Linked DNA regions of Mus musculus: regions 1 and 3 are each linked to region 2. The links are chromatin contacts, called in public ChIA-PET and HiChIP or PLAC-seq maps. All regions are on one chromosome and are shown on one strand. The core of a region is the stretch at or near the end of the contact, and the rest is flanking DNA. Distances in the headings are between cores, read along the strand shown.

Region 1 (3,671 bases), core at 338-2,837, 350 kb after region 2:
ATATATACTGTTGCTTCTTAAGCAGTAGAAAACTAGAGGATGTCATACACCTGTTTCCTTGGCTCCTTTCACCAACTTCAGGATGCCTCGGGAAGAAATAGCTCTTGTAGTTTAAGTGTTTGATCATGTTTTCCACGTGGAAACTGTCTCAAGCGCAACACTCCATATTTTCCCCCCTTTCCTTTCATATATTAGGAGATACTACTGTGGTTTGAGTAGGTCACTGACACTCCTGATTTGGAAAGGTGGGCCTCATGGCATTGGAGTTGAGCCCTTGTGAGTGGGTGGAAGGCTAACCTGTGCCACTTCTTGCTCAGGGAGATCCATTAGGTATGGTCGAGCATTGGTTAATATTGCTGTGAGGCAGGGCTGCCCCTGGTGCTTGCTACACCTGCACTCCTTCCCTCGGCTTCCCACCACAGTCTGCCAGCAGCAGTTCTTGGGCTTGTTGCTTCCAGAACCTCGAGTCAAAGTAACCTATTCTTTTTCTACAAATAACCCAATTTTAACCATTGTGCTGTAGTGACACATTCGAGGAACTGATACTTTGTCTTTTTTTTCTGTTGAGAGAGAGAAAAACTCCAGAGGGAAGTTTCTTCCCTTCACCTCAGAACTGTCTTTCGGAAAGAGCCAAGCCTGCTCAGCCCTCCGGTCCTTACCTGGGTGGCGACCTGCTGTCTGCAGCCACCAGAGTTTCCCTGTGCCTTGTTGGGTTTTCCTTTATTCCATCTTTCCTCAGTTGATTTTAGTTTTAGGTTTTATTTTATTTATGTTTATGGTTCTTTATATTTTAGTTTCTCCAGACAGGGTTTCCCTGTGTGGGCCTTGCTGTCCTGGAACTTGCTCTGTAGACCAGGCTGGCCTCGAATTCAGAGATTCACCCGCTTCTGCCTTCTGCAATTGGGATCCAAGGCGTACGTCATCATGCCTGACTTACTCGGAGTTTTTAAAAAGAAAATACCAAGAATTGGAGTAGAATTCAGCAGGAGGGAGTTAAAAGATTTCACATCAGCTGGGTGTGGTGGTGCACGCCTTTAATCCCAGCACTTGGAAGGCAGAGGCAGGCGGATTTCTGAGTTCAAGGCCAGCCAGGTCTACAAAGTGAGTTCCAGGACAGCCAGGGCTACACAGAGAAACTCTGTCTCGAAAAACGAAAAAGAAAAAAAAAAGATTTCACATTGATCCCTGAAAGGTTTCTCTTGTGTTTAGGGAAGTGTGATCTGCCCATGGTCCTCTTGGATCTCCTCCTAACCTTTTCTTTATGTGGTTCCCTCCCTCCCTCCCTCCCTCCCTCCCTCCCTCCCTCCCTCCCTCCCTTCCTCCCTCCCTCCCTCCCTCCCCTGTCTTTCATCCCTCTCCTCCTTTCTCTGCAAGAATGCTTAATATGTTCTTCCACTCACCAAATTAATTGCACAACACCCTGTTATCAGGATTTATTTATCTCATATAGTCGGTGCATTGGATTCTCCATATATCAGCCACTCCCACCCCTCCCCGCCCTTCTGCTTTCTCTTTCTAGGGCTCTGACCACAGCAGTCCCTCTGTAGCTTTGCTCTTTGTGGTTTTAGTTACCCATGATCAGCTGTGTTCCATAAATATGAAATGGAAAGTTACAGAAACGAAACATGCATACCCATCTAGCTGCGCATCCTACTGCCGAGCGCTGCGAAACCCTGCTCCTGTCTGCTTGGGACGTGAGTCGTCCCTTTGTCCAGAGTGTCCATGCTGCTTGCTACCAACCTGCTAGTAACTACCTCAGCCATCAGACTGAGACACAGAGAGAGACAGAAAGAGAGAGAGAGACAGAAAGAGAGAGAGAGACAGAGACAGAGCCTGGGCCAGGTGACCTACAGTGACACACTTCCTCTAAGAAAGCCACACTTTCTAATCCTAAGCCTTTCAAACAGTTCCAGTCGCTAGTGACCAAGCTTTCAAATATATGAGTGTATGGGGCGGGGAGGGGGTGGTGGTGGTGCGGGGGTACATTCTCATTCAAACACACTACCACTAGGGACTTCTGTGCAGCTATTATTCCCAATTTTAAAGTTACACTGCATCATCACAGGTATGTGCATATAGTAGATACGGGGCTGGGTACTCCTGGTGTTTTTAGACATCCATTGGGGGGTGTTTTAGAGTAAATCCCCTGCAGATAAGTGGGGACTGCACATTTTAGACATTTCATATAAGTGACGCTATATGATGTTTGTCCTGTGTTTGGCTGACTTAGTGTGACATCCTTGAGACTCATCCATGCCATCATTTAGCGACACTTCTCTTCTTTTCTGGAGCCGAGCAGTAGCCCGTTATATATGCACACTGCAGTCTCTTTATCCCTATGGCTATCGTGCGGCACTTAAATTAATTCCTTACTAGGGCTTTTGTGACTGCTGCACAGATAGAGAGATCCTCGAAGTCCTTACTCTTTTGGATATAAACACACCTGTAAGATTTTTGGATCAAATGACAGTTCTAGTTCACTTTTTTTTTTCTTTTTTTTTTTTTTTTTTTTTGAGACAGGGTTTCTCTGCATAGCCCTGGCTGTCCTGGGACTCACTGGCATGTGTCCTCTGCTGCAACCACCACCCATCTTTTTATTTTATATTTTGAGGTCCTCTGTAGTGTTTCCCATCTCCTTCCTGCTTTAGTTTGTGCGTTGGTGGGAATACTCAATGGCCACTGAACTTCTCTGATAATGCTCCTTTTCTCTGTTGTGTAAGTGTTAGTAGAGTTAATCTCTTAGTGACTTCACGGGCTCGAACTTCTGCTTGCTAGGCTATTGCTACATAAAAGATTACCTCAAAGTTCAGTGTCGCTCATCTGGACAGCTCATCTTTGCTCCACTCAGCATCCCAGCATCTCCTGGTTCTAGGATCTACTTCCAAGCCAGTTTGTTTACAGGTTGGCAAGTTGATGCCTGCTGCTGGTCTCTTTACATAAACAGGTTGGGCTTCCTTATAGCATGTGGCCCGGTGCCAAGAGCAAATGCCTAAAGATGCAGGAAGTAGGAAGTGAGTTGCTTAAGGCCTGGGGTCTAGATCCCAACCCCCGACGAGTTGTGTTGTTCTGACAAATCACAGGCGAGATTTTTATTCTTCTTATTTATTTATTATTTATATGAGTACACTGTAGCTGTCTTCAGACATACACCAGAAGAGTGTATCAGATCCCATTACAGATGGTTGTGAGCCACCATTGGTTGCTGGGAATTGAACTCAGGACCTTTGGAAGAGCAGTCAGTGCCCTTAACTGCTGAACCATTGTTTCCAGCCCCACAGGTGAGATTTTTTTTAAGGAGAGAAGAGGATGGCTCCCCTTGTTCATGATTTTGTCATCCAAAATCTAGTGGCTGTTTTCAAACCATCAAGGGTACACTCAGTACTTTGCTTGTTTTAAGGCAGCCTCTCTCTGGCCTTGGGCTGTCTCCTCTGTCTCTGTCTTGTGTGTGCTGGGATGACAGGTGTGTACCACCATGCCCTGTCTCAGCTACAGTCACTCTGATGGCATTTTATGGATGAGGACACCAAGCATTGAACATTTACATTTTGCTCACTAATGATGAGAGAGCTCCTAAGTGGCTGAGCTGTTCCAGCCAGCAGGCAGCCCGAGCTTTTAAGTTCAGTGCTTTAGTACATCTCGAGAATTGCCTGGCTCGCAAATGTAAATTCCCA
Region 2 (3,698 bases), core at 216-2,715:
AGGAAGCAGGCGGTGTGAGAAGACTCTCAGGGAGAAAGTCCCAGGAGGAGTACAGGGAAGAAATGTGTGAGCAAGGGAAGAGTCAGAAAAGCCATGGCTAGGGAACAACCGGAATTCCACAGGGACCTTTATCTAAGTCGCTGCTGGACCGCAGGCCTGAGTGGCTCACAGCTGTAGCCAGGACCTCTGCTGCCCTCCTCCCCCGCCCACCTGCCTTGTGGGTATATGTCGCTGAAATTCTAGTCCCGCCCACCTATTACACAATGCTTATCTGGGTGTGATCTAAGGCTGGAATCCATGAAAGGAAGCCTGTGAGTTGGGAAACACTTTTGTGCTTGCTCGGAAGAGGGGATGAGGAAGTTTAAGCATAGAGGGATGCTATGAAACAGAAGTTTAAACTAGTGGACCCAGTCCTTGCCCGACTCCTATAATGTTCAGCTTGTTAAATGTGAAATTGTGGCCTCTCTCCATGGAAAACACAGCACTAAGGCTTTCCTGACCAGGCAAACATCCTGGACATATCAGCTTAAGAGACAGCATCGTCCTTAGGTATCCGCAACTGTTGAGGCAGCTGGCAGACTGAGGCAACCAAGCAAATGGCCACACATAGTCTAAGGGACCAGAAGATGTCTTTTTGACAATATGACTCTTCTGCAAAAATGACAGCCTCTGTGATGTTAAGTGTGAGCTGAACATAGGTGTGGCAGTAAAGCCTATAATCCAAGCACTCAGGAGGACTTCTGAGGTCAAGGCTGGTCTGGCCTACACTGCAAGAGTTTGTGTCAGAAAACAAAGCTGAACAATGTGGCTGCCATTTGTAGGGGAGGTGCCTACTTTTGTTTTCTAAATCCCCAAAGAGAAGAGGCTGTCTGCATCCTATGTGATTACAGCTTCCACTGACTGGTCCACATCCCTCCTATCAGGTAGACGCTGTCATTACTCTATGCTATACCTGCATATCTATGGAGGACATCGCAAAACCAGTGTTAGCCACACAGGTCACAGAGGAGCCACAATGGGGTAATCACCTCACTAGACTGACCACTAGCAAATTAACCAGAAAATAGCAAGAGAAGATGTGTGTGTGTGTGTGTGTGTGTGTGTGTGTGTGTGTGGAACCCTAGGGCACCGGGAAAGCACCAATGCTGTGAAAAGAGTGTGGCACATTAAAAATACAAGGGTCATTTGGTCAGGCGCCTCACTTCTGGCATTTGCACCAAGGTTCACAGTTAGTCACAACTGCTAAGAAATGGGTACTAAAAAAGGCCAGTCAATATAAGTAAGCAAAACCACACGTGGCACACAAAACACTGCAGGTATAATTTGACCTTGAAAGGGAAAACCTGCTATGAGCTAGCAAGAGGAAACTACTTAAATAAACTTGAAACAAGAAGACAAAGGCTGCCTTTCACAGGAACCATGTAAAGTAGCCACATTCATAGAAATAGAAAGTAGAACAAAGGTTAGTGTGGGCTGGGGACAGGGGAGGGTGCTAATGGCTTTAAGGGTTTCACTTTTACAAGAGGAAACTCACAACCAAAGCTGAGCATCTCAGCCGCTTCGAGGTGTAAGTGTGTGTTTTACACACAAACCAATGCCAGGGCACTACTCTGATCTGCGAGTACCTCCAAGGTCACGCAAGTACCTCCAAGGTCACCAAGTACCTCCAAGGTCACCCAAGTACCTCCAAGGTCACACAAGTACCTCCAAGGTCACCCAAGTACCTCCAAGGTCACCCACTTTCTCTCAAATGGCCAGAAGCAAATTATTATCACAGCGGGTCTTAGTAACCAGCATGGAATCTTACTTTTTAGTTTTTTTCCTTTTAAACAAGTCTTGCAATGTGGTACAATCTGCCCTTGAACTCTCTGCTCCTCCTGCCTCAGCCTCCAGAGACTATGGGAGTGCCCTCTCACACCAGGCCTAGAGTTTTGCTTTGCTTTGAAAACAAAGGCTTGCAGGCTGGAACGGGGCAGTGGAAAGAGCCTACAGATTCCCCTCTGGAGCACCACAGCTGGGAAGGGGAGGAGGGCATGAGAGGAAGAGGCCCGGCATGAGGAAGACTTCTGTAAGCCCGCGGCCTCCCAAAGGTCCCATCACTTTGACATCACAGCAGTCCAGAGCTCAGCATCTCCGTGTGGATGTGTGTGGAAAGTTCCCCGTTCTTTTCTGAAGACTCCCACTTCTGCCTTGTGTGGGAGGCCTGAGCTCTGAGGAGCTGTGCAATGCTGCCCCCTCACAGCTCCACAGTGACCATAACACATCTGACACAACAAGGAGCTGAGATAGGGACCAGGCACGGAGCTGAGAGGAGACAAGCAGGGCAGCCCCGCTAGCCCATGCTAGACCATGCTAGCCCATCTCCAAGCATCTGACAGGCTACTCTGTAAATGGTCCCCAAAGAACACTGATCCCAGACTCTTCTAAGTAAAGGACAAATGAAGACTGCTGTGAGCACTGGAGCTATTAAAGGACAAATGAAGACTGCTGTGAGCACTGGGGCTATGGGTCTCGGTCTTCTCATATATAAAGTGAGGCACTATAAGAATTTTCTTGTTTTGTTTAAACATGAAAAAAAAATTCCAGGCTATCAAGAAGAACTTTTTACAATCTATAGCCTTAGGGTATTGATGACAAGATTTAATCAAGTACAAAAAGAATCTTTCCACCTTGCTTACCATCAGTGTCTGTAGAAATGGCTTGGTGCTAAGAGCATGTACTGTTCTTGCAGAGGACACAGTTTTGGTCCCCAGTACCCACACTGAGCTGTACCCACAGTGAGCTGGCTGGAGTCACCTGCTGATCTTAGAATTCAATAGCCACTGAGGAAGATGGGCTTATAGTCCTCCATTGTTTCCTGAGTGCCCTTAGGCACAGCTACACAGCACAGGAGATGGCTAAGAAGCTGAGAACAACTTCCTGTCATTGAACTGGAAATGAGTGAGACAGGAAGAGGCTCAGGGAAGACAACCTGCTTGGTGACACTCTGCCACAAAAAGAGGCAAGAATTGGAGAGAAGAATCTACCACCAAAAGGCCTGGTGACCAACAGGTCCTGTTCTCACAAGCCTCAGCTTCTTCATCTATAAGGAAGTTGAATAGATGACTTTCAACATCCTCACCTGCTTTTAGGATTCCTTGAAAGTGGTACACTTGATATCTATCACACACTTTCAGCAATGCTATTTTGGGGGAGAAGTATGGGCAATCTTGACTCTGCCTATAGATGACCATATCAGCGAACAGAGAACACACACACTTGGGCTCTGCAGCTTCCATCAGTAGTTCTGAGTGGCAGGCAGTACAATGAGAAATCTCCTTAGATCTTTCTTGGGCAGCAAATCTAAGGAGGCAGGGGAGTGGCAGGATGATACTACTGAACTGGGTGCGGGGGCATATTCTAAACCTGTACTCTTGAATACTGTGTGATCTTACTTGTGGCCTCTGAGCACCTAAAATGATGTTACCATGAGGAGCTAATTTTTTTTTTTTCTGGTTTTTCAAGACAGGGTTTCTCTGTGTAGCCCCGGCTGTCCTGGAACTCACTCTGTAGACCAGGCTGGCCTCGAACTCAGAAATTCACCTGCCTCTGCTTCCCGAGTGCTGGGATTAAAGGCGTGCGCCACCACGCCCGGCTAGGAGCTAAATTTTTGTTGATTAGTTTATGCTTACATTTGAGTGGCTGTACCAGCGTCATGA
Region 3 (3,479 bases), core at 464-2,963, 360 kb before region 2:
CCTTTTGAACGATGCCTCTTTGTGTCATGCTTTAGGAGTCAGTCTAGGACTTAGGATCCCTGTGTTCAAGTCAAATATGTCTCTGCAAACAATGACAGCCAGGGCTTAACAATTACATGGTATCTAGCACAGCCCACCCAATGGCACATCTCCTGTTGGGCTGACAGAGTGGGTTGTTTGGGAGTGGGATTCTGATGTCACCCAGTCTCATGTGTGTCTTGGAAGGAGCTCTGATATAACTTTGATCAGATTCAAGTCACTGTCCGAGTTATATAGGTCTGAGACAAAAGGTTTCCCCGAGGCAAGTGTTGCAGCTCTAAAGGAAAGGCTTCCTCAGTGCAAGAGAGATCTAACTCAGCCCTGCTTTTCTCTAGATACAGTCTCTCTCTTAGCTGCCTCATTGTGCCCCAGGCTTCTGTGTGCTCCCCTGCCACCATGTGTTCCCTAACTAGACCTTTAGCAATCACCTTCCATGGTTTATAAATTGAGCAATAGAAGTTAAATATTTTATGTTAGTTAAATATAAATTTATAAGTGACAAATGTGTGTATTTGTGTGTGTGTTAAAATACCAGTCTTTTGTTTCTAGATGTTGTTGTATGTCCATAGATGGGTATCATCCCATTGAGAACCACTGGGTGAATCCATCTTTCCTTATTGGATGATTAGAAAAATAGTAAAAGATGGGCAGAGGGGGAAGAAATGGGACTTCTATAGACTTGTAAAGGAACTGGAGAGTTGATAGTTTTGAAGAATGAATCCAGTATATAATCTCAGAGAACATACACCCATGATAGGAAGAAGGGCTGCGGAGGGAATCAGCAGATAGCCAAGGCCTTGAATGAAGATATGGAACCTGGATTTGGCAAAGGACAATTTGTGGGAGTTAGTTCTCTTCTTCTACCAAATGCATCCCAGGAATCAACTTACCATCAGCTACCATAGTTAGCCATACCTGACTTGGACACAGAAGCTTCAAATATCTTTCTTTCTCCAGTAATTAAAATACATCAAGAGGAGCCAGCAAATGAGCAGTGGAATGAGATGCTTTCTGACATATGTTCATATATATTCATATATTTAAAGAAAAACAACACCTTAACTCGAGGAAAGTACCTCACAGTGGGAATTTCAGGTCGTGGATACCCTTGCAACCACACCCACGAAGCAACAGCCTGTTCGATTGGTGTGTTTCAGCCTGGTCTAATTATAGCAATTATGACAAATGGCTTTGATGCTTGAGGCTGAAACGGGAACTAATACTTCCTAATGAGGCCGGGTTACATTTGCATGAAAGCAGAGGTGGTCCACAGAGCTACAAGCTGTCGGAGGGAGCCACAGTGCTAGAGCTTTTGACACCTCAAGCCTTGATCTTAGCAAGAGAACTGAAACTACCCTGTCTTTCATCTCTAGTCTGGTTAGAAGATCAAGCCAATATGTTTTCTGAGAGCTATTGATTTTTTTTCTTTTTTAAAAGTAATTATAGAAACTGTCTTGGAATCATTTAGTTTTATATGTAAGAACTGCAAAGGCACAGGGGTGGGAAGGTTATCCAGCAAACAAAGACCTTGGAATCTGGGGACTATGGAGGAAATACTTACAGACAGAGGCTTCCTAGAAATAAAATTACTAACGAGCAACTCAAACTGTGATCGTCTCCCCAAGGGACTGGTGAGGTGACCCCACCAGAAAGCTCCAACTTTCCACTCCCTACTTTCAATTTCTTCTCACTCCCACACCCTCCTTGTTATCTGAATCGATGGGGGGAAGTTGTAGGTACGACCTGAATCCTTCCTGATTTGAGTCAAATGAGAAAAAAAAAGTACAGAAAGGAGATATGGTCTTGAGAACAAAGGGAAACTGACTAAATGTGAGATCTTCAGGCACGGGGCGGAGTTGGGAGCATGCATTTTTAACCTGGTGATGCTGACAGTTCCTGGAGACAAAAGGTAGCAGAGCTTTGCTCCCAGCCAGGAAATCAATTGGGCATGGTTCCTGTGTCTCCTTGTGAAGCCATCACCTTGGATTTTTACTTGGGTGGCTCCCTGCTGAGAAGCATGTCACACAATTAACTCTTGCAGGGTTTAAAAGTATTTCCAACAATAGAAAAAGCGGTGGTAGTAAAATAGAGTTTTGTTTTGTTTTGTTTTGTTTTGTTTTCTTTCGAGACTATTACATCTATCTATCATCTATTACAAGCTGGCCTTAGATGTAGCAGAGGAGGACCCCGAACTTCTCTTCTCTTGTCTTCACCTTTGGAGTGATTGGGATTACATGACCACCACATCCAACTTATGGTGCTATCTATCAACCAAGAATTCCATGCAAAATGGACAAGCTCTCGACCAGCTAAGCTGGGTCTCCAGCCCTGGAGCTGGAAGATTCTAAGGTGCAAAATTTATGAACAGCGATCTGTTTATCTGAAGCCTGAGAGGATAAAACTTCATTAGCTGGTGGAGGATATGTGTTTATTTAATTTTATATTGTTTCCTCAGGGTTAGATGACATGAGACAGGATACGTTTTAACAAAGGCTTTCCTATCTAAGTCTCTTCTTTCTACTCATTACTTCCAATGTGATTGCAATATGATGTAATTTTTAACCAGTTGAGTTCTAGTCTAAGCATCTTTTTTGCACCTCAGAAAGAGGTTGTCTTTCAGCATTGCGTTAACAATGCAGCACTCGAAGTTAGATGGAGAATACGTCCTTAAGCCGTCTGATGTTGATTGATTTGGGCCCAAGAGAGTATGACTGCTGACATATTTGTTGACAATAATAACATGCCTACGAAAAAGTGATGTCCTTTGACAGTTATTAATAAAAAAGTAAACCTGATACAAACTGGACTTGGGAAGACTGCAGTAAATGTCAGCAAGCATTTTTACAATTAATGACAGGTATATTTTCCATATTAGTGCTACTGGTCAGAAGAGCAGCCATTGTTTAAGCTAGAGAATGAAACCTCAAATACCTACATGGAGTTGGCCTATAACTGACTAATCATTGGTAGAAGTCAGCTAGGTCAGGATGATAATTGAAGATAGAAACATCCAGGGAAGTGGCAGGATTAGATGACCAAGTTTTTCCTTTGGTATTATTTGTTTTGAATCAGGGTCTCACTATGTGTCCTAGGCTGGCCTTGAACTTAGAATTCTCCTGCTTCACATATTAATTGTTTCCAACTTGGAAGACTGTCATATGGAGGCTAGAAGGCACTCTGTGCCTATTTAACGGCTCCTGTGATCTGAATTCCCAGGGGTTTTATTTGGGACTGCTTTGTTGGACTATTTGGAAAGCCTAGATACCAGTGATGATGATGGTTAACATTTACAGAACATTCACTCCAGTGACCTATGTATATCCACCTACAGACTCTTCAAATAGACCTGTGGTATGCCCCCCCCATTTTATAGATGAGAAGACTGAGGCAAACAATTATAAATATATTGATTACTAGCTCATGGTAGAGCCAGGGCTAGC

Evidence for each region. ChIA-PET counts read pairs in DNA pulled down with a chosen protein or histone mark. HiChIP or PLAC-seq counts read pairs in DNA pulled down with a chosen protein or histone mark.
Region 1: a contact with region 2 is called in an H3K4me3 HiChIP or PLAC-seq map of bone marrow-derived macrophages, with 7 times the contacts expected there. The contact joins two enhancer-like sites. A contact is called at or near these places in 3 of 115 datasets of contacts at active chromatin or transcription factors (bone marrow-derived macrophages, memory CD8 T cells and pancreatic cancer cells) and 1 of 9 other capture datasets (liver).
Region 3: an RNA polymerase II ChIA-PET map of memory CD8 T cells shows a contact between it and region 2, with 80 read pairs. The contact joins two enhancer-like sites. A contact is called at or near these places in 1 of 484 Hi-C or Micro-C datasets (bone marrow-derived macrophages) and 6 of 115 datasets of contacts at active chromatin or transcription factors (CD8 T cells, bone marrow-derived macrophages, fibro-adipogenic progenitors and 3 more).

The regions. Positions count from the first base shown.
Region 1 is chr5:63,941,392-63,945,062 of GRCm38.p6, reverse strand. All of the region lies in intron 1 of Rell1 (RELT-like 1), which reads left to right. Among named protein-coding and RNA genes, the nearest start is that of Rell1, 26 kb to the left of the region's middle. Within about 2 kb of position 1,587, at least 53 of the 459 cell types and tissues checked have an H3K27ac peak or open chromatin away from gene starts, as enhancers often do. A contact at or near this core is called in bone marrow-derived macrophages and memory CD8 T cells, where this site is marked.
Region 2 is chr5:64,295,033-64,298,730 of GRCm38.p6, reverse strand. All of the region lies in intron 14 of Tbc1d1 (TBC1 domain family, member 1), which reads right to left. Among named protein-coding and RNA genes, the nearest start is that of Gm38634, 40 kb to the right of the region's middle. Within about 2 kb of position 1,465, at least 169 of the 459 cell types and tissues checked have an H3K27ac peak or open chromatin away from gene starts, as enhancers often do. A contact at or near this core is called in CD8 T cells, bone marrow-derived macrophages and memory CD8 T cells, where this site is marked.
Region 3 is chr5:64,660,470-64,663,948 of GRCm38.p6, reverse strand. No RefSeq gene overlaps it. Among named protein-coding and RNA genes, the nearest start is that of Gm26761, 37 kb to the left of the region's middle. Within about 2 kb of position 1,713, at least 49 of the 459 cell types and tissues checked have an H3K27ac peak or open chromatin away from gene starts, as enhancers often do. A contact at or near this core is called in CD8 T cells, bone marrow-derived macrophages and memory CD8 T cells, where this site is marked.